Linked DNA regions of Danio rerio: region 2 is linked to region 1. A link is a contact called in public Micro-C data. All regions are on one chromosome and are shown on one strand. Each heading gives the region's core, a stretch centred on a gene start, on an enhancer-like site or on the middle of the called end of the contact. The rest is flanking DNA. Distances are from core to core; before and after follow the strand shown. Region 1 holds the start of usf1l (upstream transcription factor 1, like). Region 2 overlaps ubash3ba (ubiquitin associated and SH3 domain containing Ba).

Region 1 (7,474 bases), core at 3,505-6,004:
CCATCTTGTAGCAATTTTTTGAAAAACTCTGAGGTAGACTTGAACAAAAAGAGGGAGGTTTCATGACCCTTTAAAAGTTATGAGTTATTTTAGAATTCTCTGTAAATTCTTGCTAAATCTAACAAAATATACACACTCAAAAACCCTGCAAACCCCCATACTCCAACAACTGTGTCAAATGAGTTGTTTTGAAGTTGGAATGATGGCTGCTTTTGAATCACTGCTTCATGAAGCTATGAAACTTTTTTTTTTTTTTTTACAAACCTTCGGCTTCAAATCAGTGGCGCATGTATTGTATTGTCAAGTTGATGTCAGATTCGGTAGATAACAACAGTTTTGAAAGTTGAATGGTTCTCCACTTGAGGGCGCACTGTGTAACACCAATAAATTCTTCATTCAGATTGCCCCCAGTGGTGAATCATTGAAAAGGTTTCATAGTTTTTACCTGATCTCAGATGAGTTTTATGAGTTTGTAGACGTTTTAATGAGAAATTTGCTGAATTAAAAGGAACAATAGTTAATAATAGTCTCTTGTTGAACAGTTACAATCCCTGAAAATTTCTAAAGAAAACATCTCATGCATACACTTAACATTCAATGCTATAACATACGCTAAGTGCATTTATAGGTTTCTCTTTCAATTTAAAATTTGCAATATGTTTGGAAAGATCAATTCAAACGTGTGTTTTGTGTACATTTTTGTTGTCCCTAGAATGTGCTGTTTCGCAACATGATTCACTGTTTCAAAGCATGCAAAGCAAATGGTTACATTTCTTCCCCATCACTAATGCATTTTACCTGCAGAAGTAGGCTGAGATAGTACCGAATCAGCTGTCTGGAGACCGGTTACCATGGCACCAGCAGTTGTGTCAGAGAGGGTGGCAGGATAGTAGTACTGAGTTTCAGATGTTTCTCCCTCCACACTCTCCGACATTACAGTCTATAAACACATGCACACATTAACCTACTGAAACAACCTTTTTTTCTGTCTATCTATAGGTAGAAAAGACCAGATATATTACTTACAGGAGGTGTGGCTGCCTGTGTTGCTGTGGGAAACCCAGTCACCACACTGACTGCTGCAGCTCCATCTGCATGGCCTTCGACCTGCCCATCAGCCAAGTGGATGACGCGATATGTAACCTGAACCATTGGGATCAGAGATTGAATAATCATATCTCATTATCTATGTGTACAGTGTGTGAATATGCCATTTACCTGTCCCCCTGTTGCTTCCGCTTTTAGAAAATGATACTTAATTTGCTGGTCTGTTGAAAATGCAGCAGCTGATTGGATGGCTGTGACTGCAAGTGAATCATCTGTTGTGTCAGCAACACCTGATAAAGCAATACCTGGAAGTTACTGTAAGGTAACAACAACTCCTTAGAAACTATTAATTAGTATAAGGTTTTTTTTGCAGTTGAGAGGTCATGTCTTAGATCAGTGATAGTTTAACTGACCACTGAATGTGTTTTTTAGTCTCGTTGGAGAGACCATGTTTAATTTGCTTCCAGATCTGTAATCCCACACACATAGATAATCCAAACCCTTATGACCAGTGAGGCAAAAAAACATTCATTATGCCCTAACAAGACCACATAATGAGGTCTGGGTAAATTATATAGTTTTAAAAGAATCAATTCAGAGTTTTGGGCACTCAATAATGCATGGGATAAAAAGAACAAAAACTGACAAAGATTTCATGGTCATGGCCGACAGTTTTGTTGGAATAAATTTTGATTTGGCAAGCTTCAAATCATACATGAAAATGTAGAGGCACCATATAAATCAAAAGTTCAACGTGGTTTATACCAAGGCTCAGTACTTGGACAGTTGAATTTCAATGTGTGGATGTACTTAGTATTAGGATTGCGTGGTTTACCGGTATTATTGTAGTATCATGATACTATGGCTCCAAAATACTGGCGGTGCCACTGTGGTTTGTAAACGATTGCATCATCATTAACGGTCTGTCTACAATACTTAATGTTGCATGTGGAAAACTCACTAAAATGCTCACATTGTTATGCAACAATAGACCATTTTATTTGAATAATCTGTGGAGCACTTTAAGGTTGCAAAACTGTGTAGAATTAATGCCTTTTATGGTAGCCTGTTGCACATTTTCCTAATGCTTCAGTTGGAATTCAGTTGAATTACTTTGGATTCTTACCTGATAAGACTAAAAAAAAATGAATGAAAAACTCAAGAGCAACAGAAAACAATTTTTGTCCACTTCATGAAGCCTAATTTGCTCTTTTTGTAACAAAGTTTGTTCTGTATAATTTGTATCTTTATTTTAATGTATTTTTTGTTGGTCAGTTATCTACAAAATAAACAAAAAGAATAAATGCATTTTAGGTGAAGTGAAAAGCAATATTTTTTCAACAATAAGAGTATTATGAATTCAATTCAAGTAATCCTAATATAACATAATACAGTATTTCTGACAATTTTCTTTAGTTCATAGATTTGAGTTATGAGTTACAGTACTGCAGTACTAAACATGATACTTCAGCTGGTATAGTATCGTAATGTGAATTAATGGTATCGCGACAACCCTACTTAGTAAATATCATTAAGAAACTCAGAGTGAGTTTTCAGTTTGTAGATCTACATTTGTGTCGAGTGGCTGGTCTATTTCTAAACACAGAGAAAACAAAAAAGACCTTGCGGTGGAAACAGGACGTAGTTTTAGATACTATGGTTGATAACCACCAGATTGAATTAGTGGAAAGTTATAGGTACATAGGTACTATTATTGATAATTTAAATTTTAATGAAAACATGGAAAGACTAGTAGGACAGGACAACAAAGACTTTATTGTCTGCGGAAATTAGCGAAGATTTATATTTATAGATATATAGGATCCATTTAAAATTGATTTGTTGGTTTGCTTCTATAAAAGTAAAACAGAAGAACTCAATGTCTAAAGTTTCAAATACCTGCAGCAAAGTATAAGGTGTTAAAGCACCAGGGTTATGCTAGTTGTATGAAAGCCAGGTGTTAAACACAGCCCAGATTACATCTGATATAGTCCATCCTCTTTTTGATTCATTTCAAATACTTCCCTCAGGATCTCGGTAAAGGGTCTCTTTGGCAAGGACCAACAGATTTAAATTTTCATTTGTTCCTTGTGCGATTGATTTGCTGAATTTTAATGGGAAGAGGTAGTAGCTGTTTAGTCATATTAATGCCGTTAAAAGTTTGTCTTAAGTGTGTAGTATGATATACATTTTGTAAATCTAGTGTGCGGCAGAACAAATCACCCCAATTGGCCACAGTAAAGTTTACAGTAACAGTATTTGAGGCTTAATGAAATGTACCAATAAAACTTTACAGATCCTACAGTTGATTTTAATTTGATGACTAGTAATTTTTTTGATTCTAAATTTATAAAAAAAAGGGGATTTTCCGTCAGTAAATTACATATGAATTATGTCTATTGCAAAAAAAAAAAAAAAAAAAGGTAATTTATTATTTTTATGAGCTCACATCTAGAGTATTATAAAGTGTTACAAGTTTGTTCCCTCACAAGAATCTACTGCTGGTTAAACTGCATATAACTTGGAGAACAAGCAGTTGTGTCTCATCTGACAGTTTGTGAAACACTGATTTAGAATTTAACTGATTCAATATTTAACTAAATCAATCTAGAACACGACATAACTTTCATTAGTTTAACCACTTATTGCCAGAATTTACTCGTTTCAAACTAATGAAATTTGACAAATTTTAAATAAGGTGGCAATGAAATAAATGAAAATTTACTTTTTTTGGCAGGCTGTCAAAAGCCATTTGGTTCATGTGTTTACACACACTCGGTTTAGCACTAGATGGTGCTACACAGACTGCAATCGGTCACAGTTAAATCGAAACTAAAGAGCCCTACCCAAACATGTTTGTTAATATTCCTAAACAAAACAAAACAAAACACTAAATGACAAAAATTATTAAATTTCATCTCACCGTCCTGCAGTATAGGAGAATCTTCAGGATCAGAACCCTTCCGTTTTCTTTTTTTTTTTTTTTAAAGAAAGAAGATTATGCATATATTATTATAGTTTCATTAAATTTACATAAGCAAGCTTAAGGTACATGTTTATACAACAATGTAAACATAACTTTAGGAGTGTTAAAAAAATAAACAGTGCCTCAAGTTTGATATTTAGAAACTTACGTCATATTTGTGAGCAAATATTGATCTGTGGTTCAGCTGATGACCTCAAACGTAAAAATCCACTGTAAAAAAAATGGACAATAATATTCAATGTTTGCAACTAACGCATGATACAAACGAATATTAAAAAAAGCAAAGCAGGTGTGGCGTCGACATAAGTTAACGTTAGTATTTTTACGCCGCTGCGTTAAAAGTCCCACCATACTACCAAAACGTTGACAAACCTCATGCAAAGCTATAAAAAGCGCACCATCCTAACTGATAAAGATACAAGTTCTCCATAAGCCACTTTCTGCACATAGATGCGAGGTTAATTATATCAGCAGCACAAGAATTAGTCACGATTAACTACCAACACACCGCCGCATTTAGCATACAAGCTAACGCCAGGTAAACAAAGAGAAATGCAAACAACTCGCAAAAAAAGTTGAGCTAAAACCCATCTACAAGAGTAATTACGGTGTCGTGCCCACCAAAATGAATAAAACAATAACCTGGTTAACATCTAATACGAGTTACCCGTTTGTCTTTGGCAGCAAACATTCAAGAGACAGAGGCACTCTTGCGCATGTGCCGCAACCTTTAAAGCTTAAATGTTAGCACTAGAGGGCGCCATCAGCCTCACTGTTGTGCCAGTGTGTCGAGTAGGGTTTATAAGGGCATGTTTATGACTTGACTCTTCACCACACCAATAGGGAGTACAATAATATTTTATTTCAGAATAATTAAAACAATGCCAAGCATTTGGTTCACATTTACAACAGCACATGTTATTTAAAAAGGACATGCATGATATAACAGTGTTTGACATCAGCACAACCTGAACCAGTGTACACACACAAATTAAAACAGTCAGAAGACTTTGGATTTCAGAATTATATGAAACTTCTGCAAGATAGAGGATTGAGAATAAGTTTTGTGGGAGTAGAGTTATTTCAGGAGATCCAATTCATGCTCACAGAAGCTCTGACAACAGTGGGAAAGTGAGGAAGGCCAACAGGAACGCTACTCCACTGTGTTGCAAAACACTCCACGCTGAACAGGTCTGAAGCTTACCTGGGAGGAAGTAAAAAGAAGAACATCAGCCTGATCACCATCTGCCAGTCACATTCATTTCCATGCAACAGAGGAACTTGCTTGTCAGTTCCAAGTGATTATGATATTTAGCATTTATGGAAGTTACACACTCTACTACTACTACTACTACTACTACTACTACTACTAATAATAATAATAATAATAATAATAAAAGACACCAAGTTAAAGTTTGCTCTTACTCTTGTCCACAGTTTGAATGATTGACACCGGTGAGGCAGTCTGTCTGATAAAGCAAGTGTAGTTTGCAGGTTTGCTATCTGGTAAACCCTTCAAATACAGGTCACACTTGTTATCAGTAATGGTGACATTGGCACGGTTCCTGAACGTGCTGTCTGGTGTGCTGCTGCTGTTGGTACTGCCAATCAATTTATTGTCAGTCATGTAGTAGCATGTTTTTGAGAGCTTGGTGTCTGGAGCTGGAGTGAAGGTGCAGGACATTTGAAGGTTTTGGTCTTTAGTCAAGCAGGATGTAATCCTAAGGGATGTCTGGGCAGTAACAACACCTAAAAAAAAAAAAAAACAATCATAACACAGCTTAGTTTTGAGGTGTAACCTTTTAGGAATACTGGTACAAAACAGACACTCAAATAATAATGCTAATAATAATAATAATGTTCCTTTATTGAAATTTACCAAGTAAAAAGAGAGTGGCAAAGGCAGTGTAGCACAACATCCTGATCACGGTGCACAGCAAAACCTGAAGCCAAAAGATGACATGTTAGGCAATACACAATAATTGAACCGATTACGTCAATACTGCATAATGTACAGAAAGCTTAGGAGATGTGGTTAAAGGGCTTAAAGCAAATTAGATGCATGTGCGAAGTTTAAAAGGGGATAAAAAGTTATTCCTGGCAGGGTCCAGACTGCCATAGTTGTGGCAAATATGGGTGTGGTCATGACAAGCAAACAAACAAAAATCTGTATTTTAACACATTCCATATCCATTTCTACACAAGTAGGCTACTAATACATTTAAATACACAATTAACGCACAATATGCATGGACCCCACCTTAATGACCCCTTGACTTAAGGTCAATGATAACACTGATGCCCGAAGAACTCCCCTACATATGAATCTTTTCTTAAAACTGAACTTGTGATTCTTCTGAAACCTTTGGGGGGAAAAATGCCTCGCGCTTCTGCAGTAATCTAAAAGTAGTTAGGAAGCCCTAGAGACCCATTTAAACACGTCTTTCCTCTTTCATTTAAAGCAATAAAGTGTATCGTTTAAACATAAATGCATTTTCTGGCGTTAGGAACATAAGTCAAGATAGCAAACACATTTATTGTGTTTGATCGCTACACGTACCAGTTTTAGTGGCGTCTTTGAGATTGATGTCAATACACGTTACAAAAGAAAGCTAATTAGACTGATGCAGTTCTTACCTTATCCTTCTTTGCTCAAGAATGCTAGAGATGTTGCGTTATAGACACAATACCCTCAGTAGTGATCCCTTCAGGAAGGCAGAGATTAAGTAAGGGGAGGCTGCACGCCCACTTAAGCTACATCACGCCTTGTCATTAGAAAAAATGACGACGACCTGCCCATTACGACCAGCTGAAACTTGTGTACGAGTTACAATTCAAGAAATCAACAAGATAGCAATTAGAAAATAACCCGGGCTTCTTTGTTGAGCAACTTTGTTTAAAAAAATCGCCACACGCTTTAAATAAGCCTCACTTTTTTACTGTTCACTTGAAAAAAGTATTACAAGGTTGATTTTGGACTGGGTTACAGAAGTAGTTCAAATGAATAAAAATACGTTAAAAGCCATCCGTTTGATTATAATGTTGTCTACATTATTGATGTTGTTTACAAGCATGCATTTAAAGGAATATTTCAACTAAACACCAAGCCAACACAATCTCTCCCAAGTCATGTATGATTTTCTTCTTGGACAAAACAGAATATACATTTTATTAAATAATGTCCTTGGTCTTTCTCCTCGCTACAGGTTAGAAAGTTTTATATGTATTTTTTTTCTGGGAAATCGAATCGCTTTACGAAAGCATTCATTAACACACTTAAGTCAGATTACTTATAGAATGACTGGTTGTGCTTTTAAGAGTTTCAAAATCATTTGTATCATTCACTGTCATTCACAAGTTGGGAAGAGCCAGGATATTATTTAATACAGCCCCAATTGTGAAGGTGTGTACTGTACACATAGCTTGAGGTTAAGGAAATTA
Region 2 (7,474 bases), core at 2,288-4,787, 80 kb before region 1:
CCAAACACAGCTTCTGCAGACATCACGTGATGTTCTGAATTTTTATAACATTTTTGCGGCAGATGGATGCGAGTCGCTTTCTGTATGTCCAAAATCAAAAGGTTCAGGAAAAGCGAAATGACCGTGATGTGCGTGTGTGTATTCCACACGTGAATTCTACACATCACCCCTAATCCGGTTAACATTGGAGCAGCCATCGGCTGAAGAAAGCGCTCTGACCGGTTATTCAGCAACAAATCAGATCGGATGAGAGCATGTGTGTGACATCGTGAAGGTACATAACAAGCAAGTATTTAAAGCCACGAAAGTTCAGAAAGAGGCTGGCTATAATTTTGCTACATTTCTCAAAAAATTGCAAATGATATGGAATATTATATTATCAGACATATTAGCAAGAGTGAATCCTTCGGATGTGAGTGACACCTACTGTAATAATGGTACTACAATGCTGCTTTGTTTGTTTTGTTTGTCCATGTTGAAAGTTTGATTTACTTTTTGCAAGATGAGAAAACTGCCCACACATAGCAGAAAGACACATCCTCTTGCACAGGTGCAGAACATGGCTCTTGTTTCAGTCAGCTTTTGTCTCTTTGGGATGTTCAAGCATTTTGGTACATGTTACTTATGCATATATTTTTTTTAAATTAGTCCAGTGTTTTGTTTGCATTTGTATTTATGAATAAATTATGTAGCACCGTTGTCTTGTGAGACACCTCTGTATGTCCACACATGTAGCGGAATGACAATAAAGCTTGACTTGACTTGAACACAGTTGGGTTTCATTTTTTGCTAATTGTTTGGCATCAGCTTGATGTGTCCCGGCCCTTACAGAGCCGTGATTAACATTCTCCAAAGCTTCTCTTATGTTTAACAGCTAAAATAGATTTATACAGCTTTGGAACAAGACAAGAATGATAAAAAGTTGACAGAAATTCAATCTGTGAACTATCCCACATACCACTGAAGAACAGTGCTAATACAGACACATATTTGACTGAATATGTTGATAAAGCGCTCTAACCATGAAGAACTGGCAGAGGGTAATGTGAGGGAAGATGTTGTGGGCTTTGTTCTTGCCGCATGTGATGCGACTCTGCTGCCAGAAGTTGGAGAGCTGGTTAAGGAGAGGACCGCTGGGCTTCAGGTAAAGCACATACTCCCTGGGCAGAGGATCATCCAGAAACGGATCATCCACATGGGAGAACAACCTGCGGAAACAGTCAATTATGTCATGTCTGATGCTTTGCCAAGATATTATGAAAAGATGTGCAGCAGTTTCACTTTTGGTTAAAGCAAGGCACTGCAGACTATCGCCCAATCCCAATCAGAGTTGGGTGTAAATGGATAACAGTAACACGTTACTGTAGAACTCATAACATTTTTGTGGAAAGCAGTAATGTAACAAATGACACTTCACATGTATGTAATTTGATTACAGTTGCAAAAGTCAATGTAATTGCGTTACAAATATAATATTAAGAAAAATCAAATGCTTCTTTTAAATTTTCTGTTGCAGCATCAGTTAATCATGCGCTTTAAAATTGTTGGAGAACGCAAGATGAAAAAGTTGCTGTTGAGAGAGGTTGCTTCTTTAGGTGGAAATACTGACATTAGTTTGATTTCATTGAGCGTAAAAACTAAAATCTTGTTGTGAAAGTCAGTCTATGTCCAGTCTAAAAACTGTCGACTGCTTTTAACTCGAATTTTGGAAAAAGTGAATAATGAGAGGATTTTAAGTTTTGGGCGAACTATCTCTTTAGCTCTTTTGAACATGTAAAGCTGCTGTGATCAACCCATTGCAATGTTTTTCAGAGAATATTAAATTATCAAAAGAGCTGCAGTATTATTTTGTATTTTCAAAGGTATATTTTATACGTTTTAAAAGCAACTTCAAAGTAAAGTAATTATTAATTTGATTACTTTTTACATGAAGTAATCAGATTACAATTTGTGTAATAATCAGTCATTTGTAATCGATTACTTTTTAAAAGTAACCCAACACTGATCCCAATTAAATTTTTTACCCATACCCCTTCAAATTTAATCCCTAGGAAATGGGACACCACAACAGCACCTACACGTCTTCATAGGTCATCATTGCAATCTCTTACTTCATATGGGATCGATGATGACGACTGCTGTAGTTATACCAGTTACGTTATTTTTTGTTATTTTTCTTCAGGAAATCACTGAAGGCAACAATATCATGTTATCATAATGATATAATGTGGCAATAAGATCATAACTATACTGTGCATATACACAGTTTCCATATTCATCTATGTAAACACACTAATAAAACATAACATTTAGCGGACACTGTGAAAAAGCTCATTCCCAGCCACTAGACTTTTCTGACAGGGTATTCGAGTGTCATCGAGTGACAGAATGATGTGGGACTACTGTACAGGAGTTATGATTATGCATTATAAATAGTGAAATTATCTAGCGTTTTTATTTTGGTGTTGTTGTTTTTTAAAGCATGGTGGTTTGTTCGTTGTAAAAATTTGTAATAGTGACAAAAATACTAATTTGTGGATCTCCTGACTTCCGTTTGCAGCCGTTGGTGTATTCTGGGAAATGTTCATGCTCCTTGGTTTCGAGTGGGGTCCTGACACATCTCTGTTTCAAGGGCTATCTAGCCCTTCCCCTTAGCCCTACACCTTCAAATTGGGAATTGGTTAAGGAAAAGGGCTAAGGGGTAAAATTGGGATTGGGAAAATTTTGTGAAGTTTTTCCCCATGTACTAAGCCTTAAATCTCCACTTCAGCAGCACTTACAGCAGCAGTTTAACTCATTTATATTCTGAAGGTTATTCATGAGGGATATTTGATTCTACAAAGGTGTTTATTTCTGGCTAGAATTTTTTTCTAATTATGGAGTGATGAGAAAGAAAGATAACCTTCTTTAGAAACTTTTGACTCGAACGTTTCAACAACAAAAAATTAAAAAAAACTGTGACCTAAAAAGACCTAAAAAGTCAGGTTTAAAGTTTAAACCTGACTTAATCCAATGTTCAGATTTTTGTGCTAGAAATGTATGCAAATTAGTGCAGATTTACCTAAATAATTGATCACTAGCATATATAAGCATTTTGTATATGAAATGTTTTAAATACCAAATAATATTTTTTTTTATGATAACTAGTAGTTTGTTGGTTGTCTTTTACCCTTTTCAACTTCAGTGGAACTCAAGCACATATCTTTTTTTTTTATAGGAAGAGTTCTACCAAAAATGAAAATTATTTTATCTCTAACATGCTTTACTTGATCCAAGCCTGTATGGCTTTCTTTCCTCTCGAGAAAAGCTGACACTTCTATAGTGTCTGAATGCCAATGGTTACAAGTTTCCAGCTTCAAAATATCTTCTTTTGTGTTCAACAGAAGAAAGAAACCAATAAAGGCGTATAACCACTCAGTTAAATGTAATGATGTGTACATATTGGGAGCTTTTTCGTTTTGGAGTGTACCATCCCTTAAACAGATCAGCTGTAAACACATTTCCAATTCCCCACCGCCAGAGGGCAGCAGTAAACCATTACAACGTGAAGCTGATTTCATCTGTATAAGTGATCAGGTCTAATGTAATGATTCTAGAATAAAACGCATTACCATTTTAAAGCTCAGAGAGAGTGTGTGTGGCTCAGGGCACAACATGGTTCATGTGCATACGTGTCTGTGTGTGGGTGTGTGTGCACATGCAAAACTCACCAGTCACAGGCTGCTTGTACATTTCTGCCCCCAGTCGAAACCAGAGCTTTTAGCCTGTAACAGAGAGAGAGAGAGAGAGAGAGAGAGAGAGAGAGAGAGAGAGAGAGAGAGAGAGAGAGAGAGAGAGAGAGATCAGCTCAATTGCTGTACTGGTCACAAAATCAATGGCCTTCTTTCCGGAGGATGTTTATCAGTACATTAGTGCTAAGGAGTTTTCTCAGAGATCTGATTTCTCAGAGATGTTCCTCAGTAGTCCACATCTCGGTTTAAGAATATATGGTTTATCGTGCATGAAATCACACTTATGCAGGCTAAGCAAGCTCTGTGATAAGAGTCTAGACCGTCTCCTGAACATCACTGGGAAAGCTGGATAATCACTTATTTATGGACATTTATGAATATTAAAGAGGCTTACTTTTGCAGATTATTTTAAAGAGGGTCATATGAGCCAAAGCAACCTATAAGAGTTGAAGCATACACTGGGAGCAATAAAAGGATGAGTAATATTCCTCAAAAGTTTAGGTATTAGATATAGAGATCTTTATCGCACGAAGAAAGTACAATTATCTATAAATAGGAATATTTTTTATTATGTATACAATATGTATTTTAATAAATATAATATTTTTTAAATTTAATACAAAACAACAATAAAAAAAAATTATGTGTGCCAAATTAGTTTACTGTCACCTATCATTTTTATTTAAAAATATAAAAATAAAATATAAATAACAAAAAATAAAATACCTAAAAATCTAAAAATGTATTGACAAATTTATATTGATAAATACAAGAAGTAATTTTTTTAAAAGGGTACCTACAGAAATCGTAATGTTACAATAACTGAAAAAAAATTCAATCTGTAATATTTTTCTTAAACACTTATTTAAAATAATAAATTTTTCTGATCAAGTCACATGAACGTTTTCTTACCATTTTGTCTAACACAAATAAACATTTGTAATTAAATAATAATAATAATAATAATATTTAATGTTTTTTTATTGTTTCATTGCAGATAAATGCAGGTTTGGTGAAGTGAACCTTTTTAAAAAAGCACACCGACCTAATTAAGTTTAAACGGTACATAATATACACTTAACTTAAAAAAATAACTCATTGGACAAAATCTATTTAAATTTAATAAATTTATTTAGCAACAGCTAAAAGACTATTTACACAATTAAATGCAATCGAGTCGATCCAACATGATTTTATCAAATAAAAGTTTATTTTATAGTTTTTATTTTTACTTAAACTCAAAGGTCTGATAATATCATGCATGTCTACTATGTGTTGAACATTTCAAAGTCTCTTAGTTTTATTTAAAGTTATCCTTAATGAACTAAAACAGCCATTTTAAGCATATTTCATGAGTTACAGTTGATTGAGACGCATTTTAGGACAGTTATTGCTCACTGAGCAAAGCAACAAACCAATTTTGTGTAAATTAAGCTGCCAACACCCGAAGCATGGGCGCTTTAGCAAGGTGGTAATCTCAAAACTCAAAGCATTACATAAAAATCTTCAAAATCTTCGAAATAAAGTGAAGATTAAACTCTTACAAGTCGTTGTATTAACTTTCAACACCTTATATTACTTTTATTGTCAACATTTCCCTCTCTTAAATCAATCCCACAACAAACTACAAATCCCCTAACCCAGAAGTTGGACCAACACAAAACGCTTAAGTGAACTTATTGGTTTACAAATTTAAGTGGACCGAACATAAAACAAATAAATTGACCAAAGAAATGACAAGAATTGTGTTGTTGTATCTCATTTTAAATAAGTAGTTGAGACAAGCAGCAGTAATCTTTTTTTTTTTTTTTTTTTGAGTGTATGCTATATTTCAGGAGTGAAAGAAACACCCTCTAAATTTACCACCACTGCATTTCACAAATGTACACCCAGCCCGACTCATTTAGCAGGTGTCTGCCTTAAAAAGATCAGTGTGGAAAATAATATCTCTTGGTCTGTGGTTTGAAAACTGTGATGAAAAAGGAAATGTCGCTGTCTCTCTCAGTTCATAAAACGCTCCCCACAGTCTCCTCTCTGTCTTGAGTTCTCCTTTATTCTTGGTTTTTCATCATACAGAACTCAAAGGCGTAATTAAAAGCTATCTGACACCTATACAGAACAATAATTTCACAAAGTCACAGTCAGACCCCCTTTTATTTGTGCAAGGCCTCTCTATTTCATGCGCGCACACACACAGCTTGAAGAAGTCCATTATTGGTGGGGATAATTACATAATCTTCTCATGTGTAGGATGATAATATTTCCTCGGTTCACATCTATACTGCAAAACGACATCTAATCCAATCTAAGGTCACGCTAAACGCACTATGTCATTTCCTCGTGTGTCAGCTGACATCTCGAAGGCTTTTTTTTTCATGAGCCAATTAAATTATCCTCTAAATCTAATTAGTGTCTTTTTATAAAAGCTCTAAAAATCACACAGTCTGACTGACTCTCAGGGGAAACGGATCTGTCTGAAAACTTGCAGTCAAACTGAAAACGCAGCCTGAGGTTTGAAGAAAGCAGAAAAAACAAACAAACTAAATTACAAAAAGCTGAGTTTTTTGATAAGTGATGAGTATTTAGTGGAAATACAAACTGCTGTGGAGACGCATTCAGTCTCACGTGACCGCCGACATTCAGTTTCCACTAGCTCAGGATCGGAAAAAGTGATTCACAAACTGATATGGGAAATACTACGAATGAACCAGAGTGACATTTGACTACGAGGCTATAGACGTGCTTTTCTCACACCTAACAAAAAAGGCAATGACAAGACTCAAGAACAGAGAAGTCACACGTCAGAGATCAGGGAAATGCAGATTATGCGGATTGTTCAAAGTACAGGAAGCCTTTGCTGATCACACTATACTTATCAGACAATGTACTGTATCAAAGCATCACAAGCAAACAAACCTTAATGTTTACTGGATCCAATTCTGCTTGTTGTTGCAAATGTTAAAGAGTCTGCATCATAAAAGTATAATAAAGTATAAATAACAGTTGAAAAGTAGTAGGTATAGGACAATATGGTAATAAAACTATATTATAGGTTGTGTTTTTTTTAAAGGTAACGTGATGACAAAACTGAGCATTTTTAAGGCTCTTTTATCCAGTCTTCAGTGTCGCATGATCTTACAGAAAACAGTTGATTCAATCCATTTTTTTTACTCGTTTCAAATGTCAGAAACTTTGCCTCAAACTTTTAATACAAATAATTCATATACACAATATAAAAACACAAATATACATAAACATACTCTCACTGGCCATTATATTAGGTACACCTAACTAGTACAGGGTTAGACCCACTTTTACCTTCAGAACTGCATCAACACTTGTGGCATAGATTCAATAAGGTACTGGAAATATTCCTTCGAGATTTTGATCCATATTGACATAATAGCATCACAAAGATGCTGCAGAATCTCCCGTTCCACCACATGGCAAAAATGCTCTATTGGATTGAGATCTGGTAATTGTGGAGGCCATTTGTGAACAGTGAACTAATTGGCATGTTCAAGAAACCAGTCTGAGATGATTCACGCTTTATGACATGGTGTGGAAGCAGCCTTCAGAAGATGGGTACATTGTGGTAATAAAGGGATGGACATGAGGTACAATACTGAGGTATGCTGTGGCGTTGGCATGATGCTCAATTGGTACTAGTGTGCCAAGAAAATATCCCCCACACTATTACACCACCACCAGCAGCCTGAACCGTTGATACAAGGCAGGATGGA

What was found. A called contact is a pair of places that touch in the nucleus more often than the background predicts.
Region 2: a contact with region 1 is called in a Micro-C map of caudal fin, with 5 times the contacts expected there. The contact joins the enhancer-like site here to the promoter of usf1l in region 1. A contact is called at or near these places in 2 of 18 Hi-C or Micro-C datasets (caudal fin and hematopoietic stem cells) and 1 of 4 datasets of contacts at active chromatin or transcription factors (embryo).

The regions. Positions count from the first base shown.
Region 1 is chr5:30,415,728-30,423,201 of GRCz12tu, reverse strand. It overlaps usf1l (upstream transcription factor 1, like), which reads right to left and starts at 4,754. Exons shown (of 11, transcript NM_213194.1): 1 at 4,701-4,754; 2 at 4,182-4,243; 3 at 3,971-4,017; 4 at 1,219-1,337; 5 at 1,027-1,143; 6 at 799-940. The coding sequence starts at 4,186. thy1 (Thy-1 cell surface antigen) reads right to left here and starts at 6,774. Exons shown (of 4, transcript NM_001313770.1): 1 at 6,671-6,774; 2 at 5,913-5,976; 3 at 5,459-5,782; 4 at 4,874-5,237. The coding sequence starts at 5,952. The coding sequence ends at 5,137.
Region 2 is chr5:30,494,309-30,501,782 of GRCz12tu, reverse strand. ubash3ba (ubiquitin associated and SH3 domain containing Ba) reads right to left here. Exons shown (of 14, transcript XM_001923850.8): 2 at 3,711-3,764; 3 at 1,022-1,208. Among named protein-coding and RNA genes, the nearest start is that of ubash3ba, 32 kb to the right of the region's middle. Within about 2 kb of position 3,537, at least 11 of the 62 cell types and tissues checked have an H3K27ac peak or open chromatin away from gene starts, as enhancers often do. A contact at or near this core is called in caudal fin, where this site is marked.